Regions from separate parts of the Mus musculus genome. Here all the other regions are linked to region 1. Evidence: chromatin contacts called from public Hi-C, capture Hi-C and promoter capture Hi-C data. All regions are on one chromosome and are shown on one strand. Each heading gives the region's core, a stretch centred on a gene start, on an enhancer-like site or on the middle of the called end of the contact. The rest is flanking DNA. Distances are from core to core; before and after follow the strand shown. Region 1 holds the start of Bin2 (bridging integrator 2). Region 2 holds the start of Dip2b (disco interacting protein 2 homolog B). Region 3 holds the start of Smim41 (small integral membrane protein 41). Region 4 overlaps Acvr1b (activin A receptor, type 1B).

What was found. Promoter capture Hi-C pulls out the DNA fragments that hold promoters and counts their contacts. A called contact is a pair of places that touch in the nucleus more often than the background predicts. Capture Hi-C pulls out chosen DNA fragments and counts their contacts.
Region 2: a contact with region 1 is called in a capture Hi-C map of embryonic stem cells, with 3 times the contacts expected there. The contact joins the promoter of Dip2b here to the promoter of Bin2 in region 1. A contact is called at or near these places in 6 of 39 promoter capture datasets (the 3T3-L1 cell line, embryonic stem cells, frontonasal cranial neural crest and 2 more), 2 of 484 Hi-C or Micro-C datasets (the G1E-ER4 cell line and cortical neurons), 5 of 115 datasets of contacts at active chromatin or transcription factors (embryonic limb bud, large pre-B cells, memory CD8 T cells and 2 more) and 2 of 9 other capture datasets (embryonic stem cells and pancreatic islet).
Region 3: a contact with region 1 is called in a promoter capture Hi-C map of pre-B cells, with 4 times the contacts expected there. The contact joins the promoter of Smim41 here to the promoter of Bin2 in region 1. A contact is called at or near these places in 1 of 39 promoter capture datasets (pre-B cells) and 1 of 115 datasets of contacts at active chromatin or transcription factors (memory CD8 T cells).
Region 4: a contact with region 1 is called in a Hi-C map of bone marrow-derived macrophages, with 2.9 times the contacts expected there. The contact joins the enhancer-like site here to the promoter of Bin2 in region 1. A contact is called at or near these places in 2 of 39 promoter capture datasets (the 3T3-L1 cell line and hippocampal neurons), 1 of 484 Hi-C or Micro-C datasets (bone marrow-derived macrophages) and 1 of 115 datasets of contacts at active chromatin or transcription factors (memory CD8 T cells).

Annotation. Positions count from the first base shown.
Region 1 is chr15:100,668,091-100,670,858 of GRCm38.p6, reverse strand. It overlaps Bin2 (bridging integrator 2), which reads left to right and starts at 1,356. Exons shown (of 11, transcript NM_001270537.2): 1 at 1,356-1,446. The coding sequence starts at 1,366.
Region 2 is chr15:100,037,274-100,040,041 of GRCm38.p6, reverse strand. Dip2b (disco interacting protein 2 homolog B) reads right to left here and starts at 1,378. Exons shown (of 38, transcript NM_001159361.2): 1 at 1,133-1,378. The coding sequence starts at 1,232.
Region 3 is chr15:101,291,797-101,294,564 of GRCm38.p6, reverse strand. Smim41 (small integral membrane protein 41) reads right to left here and starts at 1,340. Exons shown (of 2, transcript NM_001369218.1): 1 at 933-1,340. The coding sequence starts at 1,310. The coding sequence ends at 1,041.
Region 4 is chr15:101,189,643-101,192,410 of GRCm38.p6, reverse strand. All of the region lies in intron 1 of Acvr1b (activin A receptor, type 1B), which reads right to left. Among named protein-coding and RNA genes, the nearest start is that of Mir6962, 2.8 kb to the left of the region's middle. Within about 2 kb of position 1,435, at least 80 of the 459 cell types and tissues checked have an H3K27ac peak or open chromatin away from gene starts, as enhancers often do. A contact at or near this core is called in bone marrow-derived macrophages and memory CD8 T cells, where this site is marked.

The DNA.
Region 1 (2,768 bases), core at 107-2,606:
GTGTAAGTTCATTGGAAGACCGGTTTCCTAGAGAAACCAGATTTGTAATCTCTGTAGCCCCACTCCAGTTTGTATAATCTGTGACTAAATTCACACTGTGTCCATATAATGCTCCATGCTTTGCCTGGAGAGTCTTGTTCTCCTCTGTCCAGTTCAGGCCTCTCCCCTCCTCTCCTCCTTAGCATATTATGAATGGCACCCTGTCTCCTGAGGACCCCATCTCTCCAGTCTTTCTCCCCTTCCAATCCAGATCTGGATTATGCTCACCTTCTGCACTCTGTCCCCACAATTCCCAGGCTTAGAACTGGTTAAGCTGCCATCCAGGCTGAGCCATGGTCACTCAGCATCAATACCCTGCAGCTGGTAGGTGGTCTCTGGTCCATTAAACGTCCTCACTGGATGAAACTGGGCCTTTTGGTTTTTACTTTTTTTTTTTTCATTTCATTTCATTTTATTTTATTTATATAGAGTACACTGTAGCTGTCTTTAGACACACCAGAAGAGGGCATCAGATCCCATTACAGATGTCTATGAGCCACCATGTGGTTGCTAGGAATTGAACTCAGGACCTCTGGAAGAACAACCGGTGCTCTTAACGGCTGAGCCATCTCTCCAGCCCAAACTCAGTCTTTTGTGTCTCCTCACTTTCTAATGCTGTTCGGGTATGGAACCAATGAGTCACGGTCCACATTCAAAGAGCCCGTTCAAGGGTGGGGGCGGGGGAGGGGAGGGGAATCTTTCTCTACTGCAGGGGCAGCATTTCCAAGCTGGTTTTAAGAGTGTGTGCGCACCAAAATCCACCCTGAACAACCCGTTCTCTGCCAACTTCTCAGAACCAGCTTAGCTGCTCTCCCAGCTCCAGATGCCTCTGTGGACCCCATCCTGGTGACCAGTGGTCTTTCCAGGGAGCTGGGCAGTGAGGGGGCCCCAGTAGTTCTCTCGGGGAGCTGAACAATGATGGGGTTCCAATGGTCCTCCTGGGGATCTGGACCATGATGGGGTCCTAGTCGTCCTCCTGGGGACATGGACAGTGATGGGACCCCAATGGTCCACCTGGGGAGTTGGACAGTGATGGGGCTTCAGTGGTACACCTGGAGTATTGGGCAGTGATGGAGTCCCAAGGTCCTCCCGTGATGGCCAGTGGTGGGCTGCAGTGGTCCTCTCGGGAATCTGGGTAGTGATGGGTTTCCAATGGTCCTCGAGAGGTGGCATTGGGTGGTCCAGGCCGACCACGCCCCAGCAGGAGGCTGTAAGGGTGTGAAGGCCCGCCCTCTGAGCATCACGCAAGGCATGCTGGGAGGACGCACTTCCTCTCAGGGGCCTCTAGAAACCACAGGTCCAGGCTGCGCCCCCGCAGCCGGCAGGATGGCAGAGGGCAAGGCGGGCGGAGCGGCTGGCCTCTTCGCCAAGCAGATGCAGAAGAAGTTCAGCAGGGCCCAGGAGAAGGTAGGCAGCCTGAGGAGAAAGGGTCCTGCTGCCCCAGAACGGGCGGGGAATGGGTGTCCACGAACATTGGCCGACGTGGGAGAGAAGGGAGCAGCTGAGGAGACAGCTGTTTCGCAGGAGCCTTCGGCAACCCTCAGCCTGACCCAGAAAAGGCGACAGGAAGGAACGAATGGTGGTGGTCAACTTTGTCACAGATTTTGTCCTAGCGCAAAGGCAAGGGTGGCTGGCTGGCGTCTCTCAGGTGATGAATGAGTTGGAAGATACTTGTCCCCAAAGTAAGAGACAGCGGCTGCGGTGGCAGTGAGTCGCCCCACTTAATTTGACTTGGGGGATTCACTGAGGACCAGGACACTGCACAGTTCTCCACACTTGAGTGTTGTTTAAACTGGTGTAAACGGAGGCGGGTGGATAGAAAACGCAAGGCATCCGAGGCTATATTACTGAGTTTAAGACCAGCCTGAGCTACTCTTTACCTCGGGGTGAGCGGGGAGCTCGTGTGTCCAGTAGCCAGCCCCAGTTTCTTACATCTATTCTTTTGCCTTGATGGTGATCCACAGCCTCTGGGTGTCCTTCCCATAATTTGCCAGTCCATTCAAATGATGGGCACACGCCTTTAATCCCAGCCCTCGGGAGGCAGAGGCAGGAGGATCTCTGTGAGCTCAAGATCTGCCTGGTTTACACAGAGACTTCCAGGACAGCCTAGACTACATAGACCCTGTCTCCAAAAAAAAAAAAAAAAAAAAAAAGGGAAAATGGATTATGGAGACACTCTTCACGCTGTTTATTTTATTTGCTTGGTTGTTTTGTTTTTTTGAGACAGGGTCTTACCGTGTTGACTGGGCTGGTCTTGTATTCAAGGTGAGATCTCTAGCTAAGGTCATAGGTATGAACCCCATTCTTACCACCCTTCACATGTTTTTGAGACAGTTTCTTGTACCCCCACCCCCAAACTCACTTTGACCTTGAACTTCTGGTCTCCCGTCTCTCTCTATCTTCTGGGTTGCAAGCATGTGTCATCACATCTCTTAGATGCTGAAGGTTGTACCTACAGCTTCTGGTTGAGGAAACCAGGCACCCTGCCAACTGAGCTCCGTCCCAGCCCCTTCCCTACACACTTAAAAGGCATTGTGATGTTACCTGTCCAGAGTCTTCCTTTGCCTAGCCACCATCTACCCACACTGTAGTAGAAGAGACATGGGCTAAAAGGAGAGGGTTCATGAACTTGAGGCTGTAAAGTACCTAGCACACTTAGCAATGGAAAGATTTGTATTCCCTTGTAAAGGTGGTGCAGAGGCCATTGGAGTAGATCAAGGGCACCCAGC
Region 2 (2,768 bases), core at 129-2,628, 630 kb after region 1:
AAAGTAATATGTTGATAATTGCATGCAGGTGAAAAGATCACCACCCTACACATTGGGAAAGCCTTAAAGGGTTATTAAAATTAATTATTTCCTTCAATCGAGTAAGATCTGTGACACTCAAACGCACTTCTGGCTTTTCACTATAAGTGATTCTCAAAAAGGTTTGAAAAAGCCCAGTGTCGTGACAAGTTAACAAAAAGTCGGAACTAGAACGCTCCTGGGAACTTGATCACATTCCTTACTCTTTTCCAATCAACAGTTTTTAGTGAACTTGAAAAATACTGGGGAGGGTCTTTGGCAAGGAATTCAACAATATGCAACTCTGGAGACATCAGCGAAGTGTACGGAAACCAAGCGCGGAGAAAATGCTGCTTTTGTTCAGAGGCCGCCTGCGATAAAAACAGGAACTTTACAGAGAAGCTGATCTCCACAGCACATTCGCCTGACCACATGCCCACAGCCGGCATTGAGGTCCTCATTGTTATCCAAGGCACTTCTCTTGTAACAGAGCCCAGATTTAGTCCATGTTTGAAATTATCTACACAAACCCAACCCTCCCTGTACCAATCCATTGTCAAAAGAAAGAGGGTGCCGGCCAGGATTTGCATGTACCCGGTAGCCACCTCTACAAAGACTCCAAAAGGTGACCAGATAGGAAAACCTAGACTGAATGCAGGTGGCAAGAAAAGCCTGCTGCTCCCAAGGACAGAGGCGGTCTAGAGGCAGCGGATCGGGGGGTCTCTGGGTTAGCGCCACCGCTTCCGACCTCCCTCGGACCCTCAATGGCTCCCCCGCTCCTTTCTCACGCCTGTCACTGGTGAGGCACCTCGCATTGTTAGAGAAGCAGGAAGACGTGCAGCTGCGGCGTCCCCCTGCGCCTCGTTCTGAAGCCGGAGCGAGGGGACAGGCGAGCGGCCCTTCGGGAGCAAGGCAGCAGAGGGGCAAGGTGTCAGCCGGAGGGCGCAGCTTTGTCTCCAGCTGACCCGTCCCCGGGTCCTGCGGGGCCCCCCAGGGACAACAATGAAAGCCCAGCCGCGCTTCGCGGGTGGGGAGCGGCGAGCCCCGCCAGCCCAGCCGCCCACAGGCCGCCGCCCGCTCGCCCGCTCGCCCGGCCCGCCGCGCGCTCGCCTACCCTCAGACAGCTCCAGCTCCAGCTCAGCCAGCTGCGCCCGCACCTCGGGGGGCAGCGCGGCCACCGCGGCCGGCGACGGCTCCAGGCCTCGCTCCGCCATCGCGGCTGCGCCAGCCACACTCCGGAAGACGAGAGGGGGCCGAAGGAGGGACGGACTGACGCGGGCCCACACCCCGGCTACAGGATCCGGCTCCAGCCGCCGAGAGCCGCCGGCGCTGCCGCTGCCGCCGCCGCCGCCGCCGCCATGAGCGAGGGTCACGTGAGCGTGCGGCCCCGCCCCCCGGCCTGGAGCTCGTCCCGCCCCGGAGACGCAGGACGGGCGTGGCTACAGCGCCCTCTACCGCGGATCTTGGAGAGCGCAGGCTGCCGTCGCCTGCTCTGCTCTCCTTGGGAAGATGCGGCACCTGCTGCATATGACGCCTACCTTCCACAAACTCTCAAGCAAGAGGACTCCGGGACGTTGCCCTTACTTCTTCCAGTCCCTCTCACTCGGGAGAGCATGCATCTGTCATGTCTTTTCCCCCATTTTCCCTGATGGACCTGCCTACAGGCCACATCCTTCATCTACCCCAGATTCTGGATTATGCCTGCCAACAACTCTTTGATTTCTTTTTCGGTGCTTCTTGTAATCCCAGCACTCAGGAGGTGGAAACCGGAGGATCTGAAGTTCAAGGTCATTCTCTCCTCAGTGAGAGCCAGCCTGGGCTACATGAGACCTGTCTCAAAACACAAGAAAAAAGATCACAGTCGAACTTGCTTCATCTTGCCTTGACTCCTAAAGACTTATAAAAAGAACTTCTGTGGGAATAGGGGTTGGGGACATGGTTTCATTGTTACAATCGCTGGCTGCTTCTGCAGAAGGCCTAAGCTCAGTTCTCAGCACTGGGCGTCTAATGCCAGCTTGAGGACCTCTGCAGACCTCTACACACACGGCTACATACACCGCATTCGGTATAATGGTGCACGCCTTTTATCCCAGCACACAAGAGGCAGAAGCAGGCTAATCTCTGAGTTTGAGGCCAGCCTGGTCTACATAGTGAATTCCTATTCAGCCAGGGCTACACAGTTAAGACCCTGTCTGGAGGAGCGAGGAACGGAGAGGGGAGGGGGAGGAGAGGAAGAGGAAGAGGAAGAGGAAGGGGAAGAGGAAGGGGAAGGGGAAGAAGAGGAGGAGGAGGAGGAGGAGGAGGAGGAGGAAGAAGAAGAAGAAGAAGAAGAAGAAGAAGAAGAAGAAGAAGAAGAAGAAGAAGAAGAAGAAGAAGAAGAAGAAGAAGAAAGAAAGAAAGAAAGAAAGACATCTCTTTATGCAGTCTTGCCTGACCTGGAACTCTCTACTCAACCGACAAAGGACAAAGATCCACTTTCATCTGCCTCCTTGCTGAGTGTTGGAATCAAAGACGTGCCCTAGCTTGATGGGGAGTTGGGGATAGCTTTTTTTTTTTTTTTTTTAGCCACCTCAGTATGTAACCTATATGTAGTCCAAAAGTACTCATTCTAGTTTAGTATATATAAGGAAGGCCAAAAAAAAAAAATCCCTGTATTCTTTTTCCCCTCTTTTATTATTATTATTTTCTTTATTTACATTTCAAATTTTACATTCCTGTATTCTTACCAAAAACTATTAAGATCTTTATTT
Region 3 (2,768 bases), core at 91-2,590, 620 kb before region 1:
GATTACCTCCACCTACCCACACCCTCAGCCCCTCACCAGGCCATCATCACGGGCATCCTGCACCACCGTATTCCTGGCGGTAACTTGAAAGTAGGAGCCTTGAGAGTCGCCAAGAGACGGCCACTCACAGACGTCCCCAGTAGCCCCTACACACAGCTGAATATCAATGGGATGGTAAAGGCACCCCCCACCCCCATTTCATGGTTCAGCCTGAGGTGGCCTTGGACTGGAGTTACTTTGTCCTTTGGGCCACCCAGACCCTTCTCTCCAGATGGTTCCTGTCCTTAGAGAGCTAGAGGCGGGAGACCCAGACGCAGCCCCCACAGCTGGGAGTACTCAGCCTTCTCCTTCCTCCGCATATGCTCCTGCACGAAACCTTGCTGTCCCCACCCCCAACACAGCACACAAAGCTTCTGGCTGAGCTACACGTGAGCGGGGAGCCAGGAGAGGAGTCTTTGGCACATCTCTCTGTCCCCACTGTTCACCCAACCAGGGGTACCTCTAATGGGAGTGAAGAATCTCTCTCCTCTACCTTCACCTCCGGTGGGCCCCAGCCTGCCCACTCCCTCCCTGGACAGAAGCTTTGGGAAGGAGACAGCAGCAAGCTGAGAGCTCAGGCTGGGTTGTATTAGCCTCTAGAACAGAGGGTCCTGCTGAGTCCAGCAGACCACAAGTTAACCTGGGCAGATGCAGAACACGGGGAAACATAGGTACACAAAGAGCTCCCATTCACAGAACTCTCCGGCCTCCCTCCTTTAGCATAAGGGACACGAAGGCTGTCTGTGCCTCAGAGGCACAGGGACCTCCAGCTCTACCCTGGCCTTGAGCAGCTGTCTGTACCCAGTGATGTCCACCTAATGAGAACAGAGACCATCACTGTGCCCACCCCACGCAGCCCCAACCCCAGACTCCCTGTGTCTCAAGGCTCTCACCTGTGCGGGAAATAAGAGCTTGTGGGTTGGACCTTCCGCTGTGCCTCACAGAAATGAACTCTGGATGGCGTGGCACAGAACAGGCTGAATCTCAAGAGCAGCTGACACCTAGGAGTCGTCATCCCCTCCACAGGCACCAGGCTCAGCCTCGGGGGTTGAATGCCTTTCTCGGGCCAGCAGGGCTATCAGGCCCTGAGCGCGGAGGAGGAGTCCACCACCCAGGAACAGGATCCCACAGAGCACCAAAAGTGACAGGACGCCCAGCACGACTGCCTGCACCATGCGTGGCCCCTCTGGGGGTCCGAGTGGCAGCCCGGACTGGTTGCAGCAGCTCAGCCAGGCAGCCTTGGCTGCAGCTCCCACCTGTGAGCCGTTCATGCTCCCACCAGCTGCCCAGATGTGCACACTACCCTTGAGAGTTGAGGCTGTGTCAGAAGTCTCTAAGGGGCGGGCCTCCCAGGGCCCTACCGCCCACTCTACCCAAGTGCGTGCAGAGCAGCGCTCAGGCCCCTCCTAGACAGACTCCTCCAGAGTGGCCTCGAGGTCCTTCTCTGACAGGCTGGATCCTTAGGCCCAGCCTATCTGTTCTCCAAACCTATGTCCATCATTCAAAATTGCCAGGTAAGCCTAAAAGGCCCGTTTCCACGACTTTCCTCCATAGAAAAAGGCCAAGATTCTGCATCCTCGGGGCTTTCAGAGCATCTACGATTCTTGTTTGTTTGTTTTCGAGACAGGGTTTCTCAGTGTAGCCCTGGCGGTCCTGGAACTCACTCTGTAGACCAGGCTGGTCTCGAACTCAGAAATCCACCTGCCTCTGCCTCGCCTCTGCCCCTCTGCCCCTCTGCCCCTCTGCCCCTCTGCCCCTGCGCCTCTGCCTCTGCCTCCCAAGTGTTGGGATTAAAGGTGGTCATCATGACTGCCCAGCTGTGTCTACAATTCTTAGACCCCATCCCAAGTGCTGACCACTCTGAGCAAAGCACGGGACAGACAGCTTTCTGTTCCTGAAACAATTCTCACACACAGGACAGTCCGAATGGTGGAAAGTCTTCCTTCAGGGCAGACAGGCAGAACACAGTACTCCAGACCCCAGGGCAGAGAGAATGGCTAGAAGTACCCAGATAGCAAGGCCTACCTCCATTCCTTCTCTCCTGTCTTCTTGTCCAAGAAGTCCTCTTTACCGAGAACACAGCAGATCTAGAGAGCAAGGAGGGGTGTAGGGACTGATGTAATTATGAACTGAAACAATTTAGGAAGGGAGCAGAGATCTGGCCCACGGTCCTACCTCATGGGAATCATAATTCTGCAGAGGGTGAACACATCACTGTCTTGGTGTCTACACAGCCACTGCCAGCTGGGTACCTGTCACACAGCCAGGGGTCAAGTCCAGTGCAATCTGCAGGCAGAGAAGCCTGCCCGGGTCTGCTGCAAGATCCTTTAGCAAATTTCAAGTTCCCATTTCAAACATAAAGCCACTCTGGAGAGACTTGGGATACAGCCCAGTTGGTAGAATGCCTGCCTAGCAACTTGTCCAACAGGAAGCTTCAGGTTTTAAATCCCAGCCCAACATAAAACAGGTCAGAATAGCACGGAATCCCAAGGTCAGACTATAGCATGAGTTTGAGGCCAGCTAGGACTACCTAGAAACTTCGGACTCAAGTAGATCACAGAGCCAGCTAGCAAGGTGGATCTGAGTTTGAGGCTAGCCTGGGCTATAAAGCAAGTCCCAGGACTGGACAATGTAGACCCTGCCTCAAAAACAAGACAAAACAAGAAAGGGTCACCTCTAACTTACACCTCAACAAAAACAAAACAAAAGATAGGACACACCTAGACCAA
Region 4 (2,768 bases), core at 186-2,685, 520 kb before region 1:
TCGGTCATGAAAGCAATTTCCACAGGAAGCTCCCCTGGAACTCACTCTACTCTTCTAGCTCCACGACTAAAAAAGCCTCAGATCTTCCTCCCAAACTTGTGGGTGAAATTTCTCGCTCGGTCTGTTTTTGTTTGTTTTCCTATTGGTTACTGTATTTGAGACAGTTTTCACTAAGTAACCAGCTGGCCTTGAACTCTCCACCCCCTAGCCTCCACAGTGCTGGGATCACAGGCCTGGGCTACTAAGCCAGGCTCTGTCTTACTCCTCTTAAGAACTTAAAATTTATTCAAGCCTCAGAAAACTTGGCAAGACCCCCTTTTCTTCCTTTGGAGTCCTGCTAATCCAAGAAGGCGCCTTTGACAAGTCCCTTTGTGTCCCTTAGGGGTTCCCCACAGGGAGCACCTCTCAGCACCGTGTTGTGACGTCCAGCAAAGACAACAGCATTGGGTCTATTTTGGGAAGCAAGAAAGGGAAAATTAACAACTTCAAGAGATGACTATTCTGAGCCGAGTGAGACACACGGCCTTTTCAAAAGCAGTCACCTCAGAGTCCATCAATTAGTGGGGCAGAGGAGACGGGAGTCTCTGGTTCCCGATAGCTGTTCCCCCTTCGGTGATGCTGGCCTCGCTCACAGTGATTCATTCTGGAGAATGACCACGCCCACACATGGCTCATTATTTTTGGGAAGTACTTAAGCAGGCCTGGTGTAAGGCAGGAAAGAACAGAAGTGGTGAAATCTATGCTGAAGGGCCCAGGATCAGCTGGGAAGTGGGCCATGTGGGCCTGCAATAAGGAGCGGGCCAAGCAGGCAGGCAAGTCCCTGAGCCTATCTAGGTCTCCACTATCCAACCAGCAAACACCGTTTATCTTACAGAGACAAGAGGGAAGTTAGCCAAGCGCCTGCCAAGTGCTGTGGCTACCCTGAGCAAGGCTCACCCCACTCTCACTGTGTTCACCTTTGCTTTTTACAGATGAGCGGCAAGCCCAAGCAGACACACTGTGAAGATAACCATCGCCATACCCGCACCCTGGAAGGATCTGAATCTACCATAGCAGGAGGGACAGTGGGCATCACAGAGCAACAGGTCACAGAGACCTGAACCTCAAGTGCTAGTTCCAATACTAGCCACATGACCTGGAGCACACAGTTACCCTAACTGTGACAGTCTCTTTTGGGCTGAAGCTGTGAAGGACTGTTAATAAGGCTCACACAACATATAAACATTATATATAGTAATATACTTTACATATGAACCTCCCTTTTAATGTAAAAATTGAAAGAAAACAACCCCAACAAGGAAAATATTTCTTAACAATGACTAGGAAGAGGTGAGCCACAGTCTCAGAGGAAATTGCTAGCTCGCTGCATGGTTGTGGGACTGTGTGGCTTCAGGAAGTCATTGACTATCTCTGCACTTCATTTTCCTCCTGATCAACCGGAAAAAGGAAGTGAAGAAGATGACATCACGTTCTCGCTAGCTACAAGCTCTCTTCCCTCTGGTCTAGGTCCAGAGCACTTGTCTCAGTCAGTCTGCTGTGTCCTTTAAAGACACGTGCACTCACCACTCATCTGCTAATACTCTTCACTGAAACAGAAGAAGCAATAATAAAATTATAAGCATATGCTGAACTTACTATAAATTCATATCCTAAATTTAATTCTTTCTGAAAAGCTAAATCCGGGCTAATGACAACAGCCTCTTGTCATGTTTCATCATGACTCATCAGGTCAAAAGTCTGCACACATGTGCACAGCCACAGGGCCACCTCACACACGTGTACTGCCACTGGGTCACCTGCACACATGTGTACTGCCACAGGGCCACCTCACACACGTGTACTGCCACTGGGTCACCTGCACACATGTGTACTGCCACAGGGTCACCTGCACACATGTGTACTGCCACAGGGTCACCTGCACGTGTGTACAACAACACAGTCACCTAAAACACTCCCTACTCTATCAGCAAGCACGAGCAGTGACTACCACAGAGGCACCAACTCACTGTGTGAACAAGTCAGCAGATGAGAGGCCTGTCTCACACATGCAAGGCCCTGGGCTCGGTCCCCGGCATTTTGAAATATATAAAAATAAATCAAATGGCCAATCAAATGGGGGGGGGTGTCAGAACACGAGCCCTCTCTCCACAGCACAGACTCTGTTATTGATGAGTCTAATTAGTCAGAACTGAACTTGAGACAAAACCACCTCGACAGGACTACAGCATGGGTCAAAGTCTGTCTGACTAGAAGGTGGTTTGTGGTAGGATGTGAATGCAAATCTGATTCAGAAAAAGGTTGTTTTGAGAAAAGCCAAGTCCCAGGATGAGCTGACTCTGGCTTCTGTGTGCTGTACACACAGTCTCCTGTGTCAGGAGGACACAGAGGCTCAGGCTGCGCTCAGCTGGGAAGTCTCAGGAACCACTACAGAGCCTTAGACTCACAGTGCCACAAGATATCGCAGGGGATACCCAAAACCTCAGAAAGTTAGGAGCACGCTACACAGCAGCCTGTTCTGTCCAAGAATTGGTTATGAACACAACCAGTTCTCTAGCTCTGAAAGCTAGAGCGACCATGGTCCTTAGTTTATTCATTACTCCTTAGGGACACTGGACAGTCTATCAGGACAGTGCATGCGGGGGTTTGTGCAGCCCCCACGCTGCAGTTTCTAACCCCACTATACACCGTGTGAGCAACAGCAGCCTACAGCATCAGGGCCCACCACTTCTTCCCTGGCCCTCGCCCAACCTCCCTACAGCTTTTTGGTG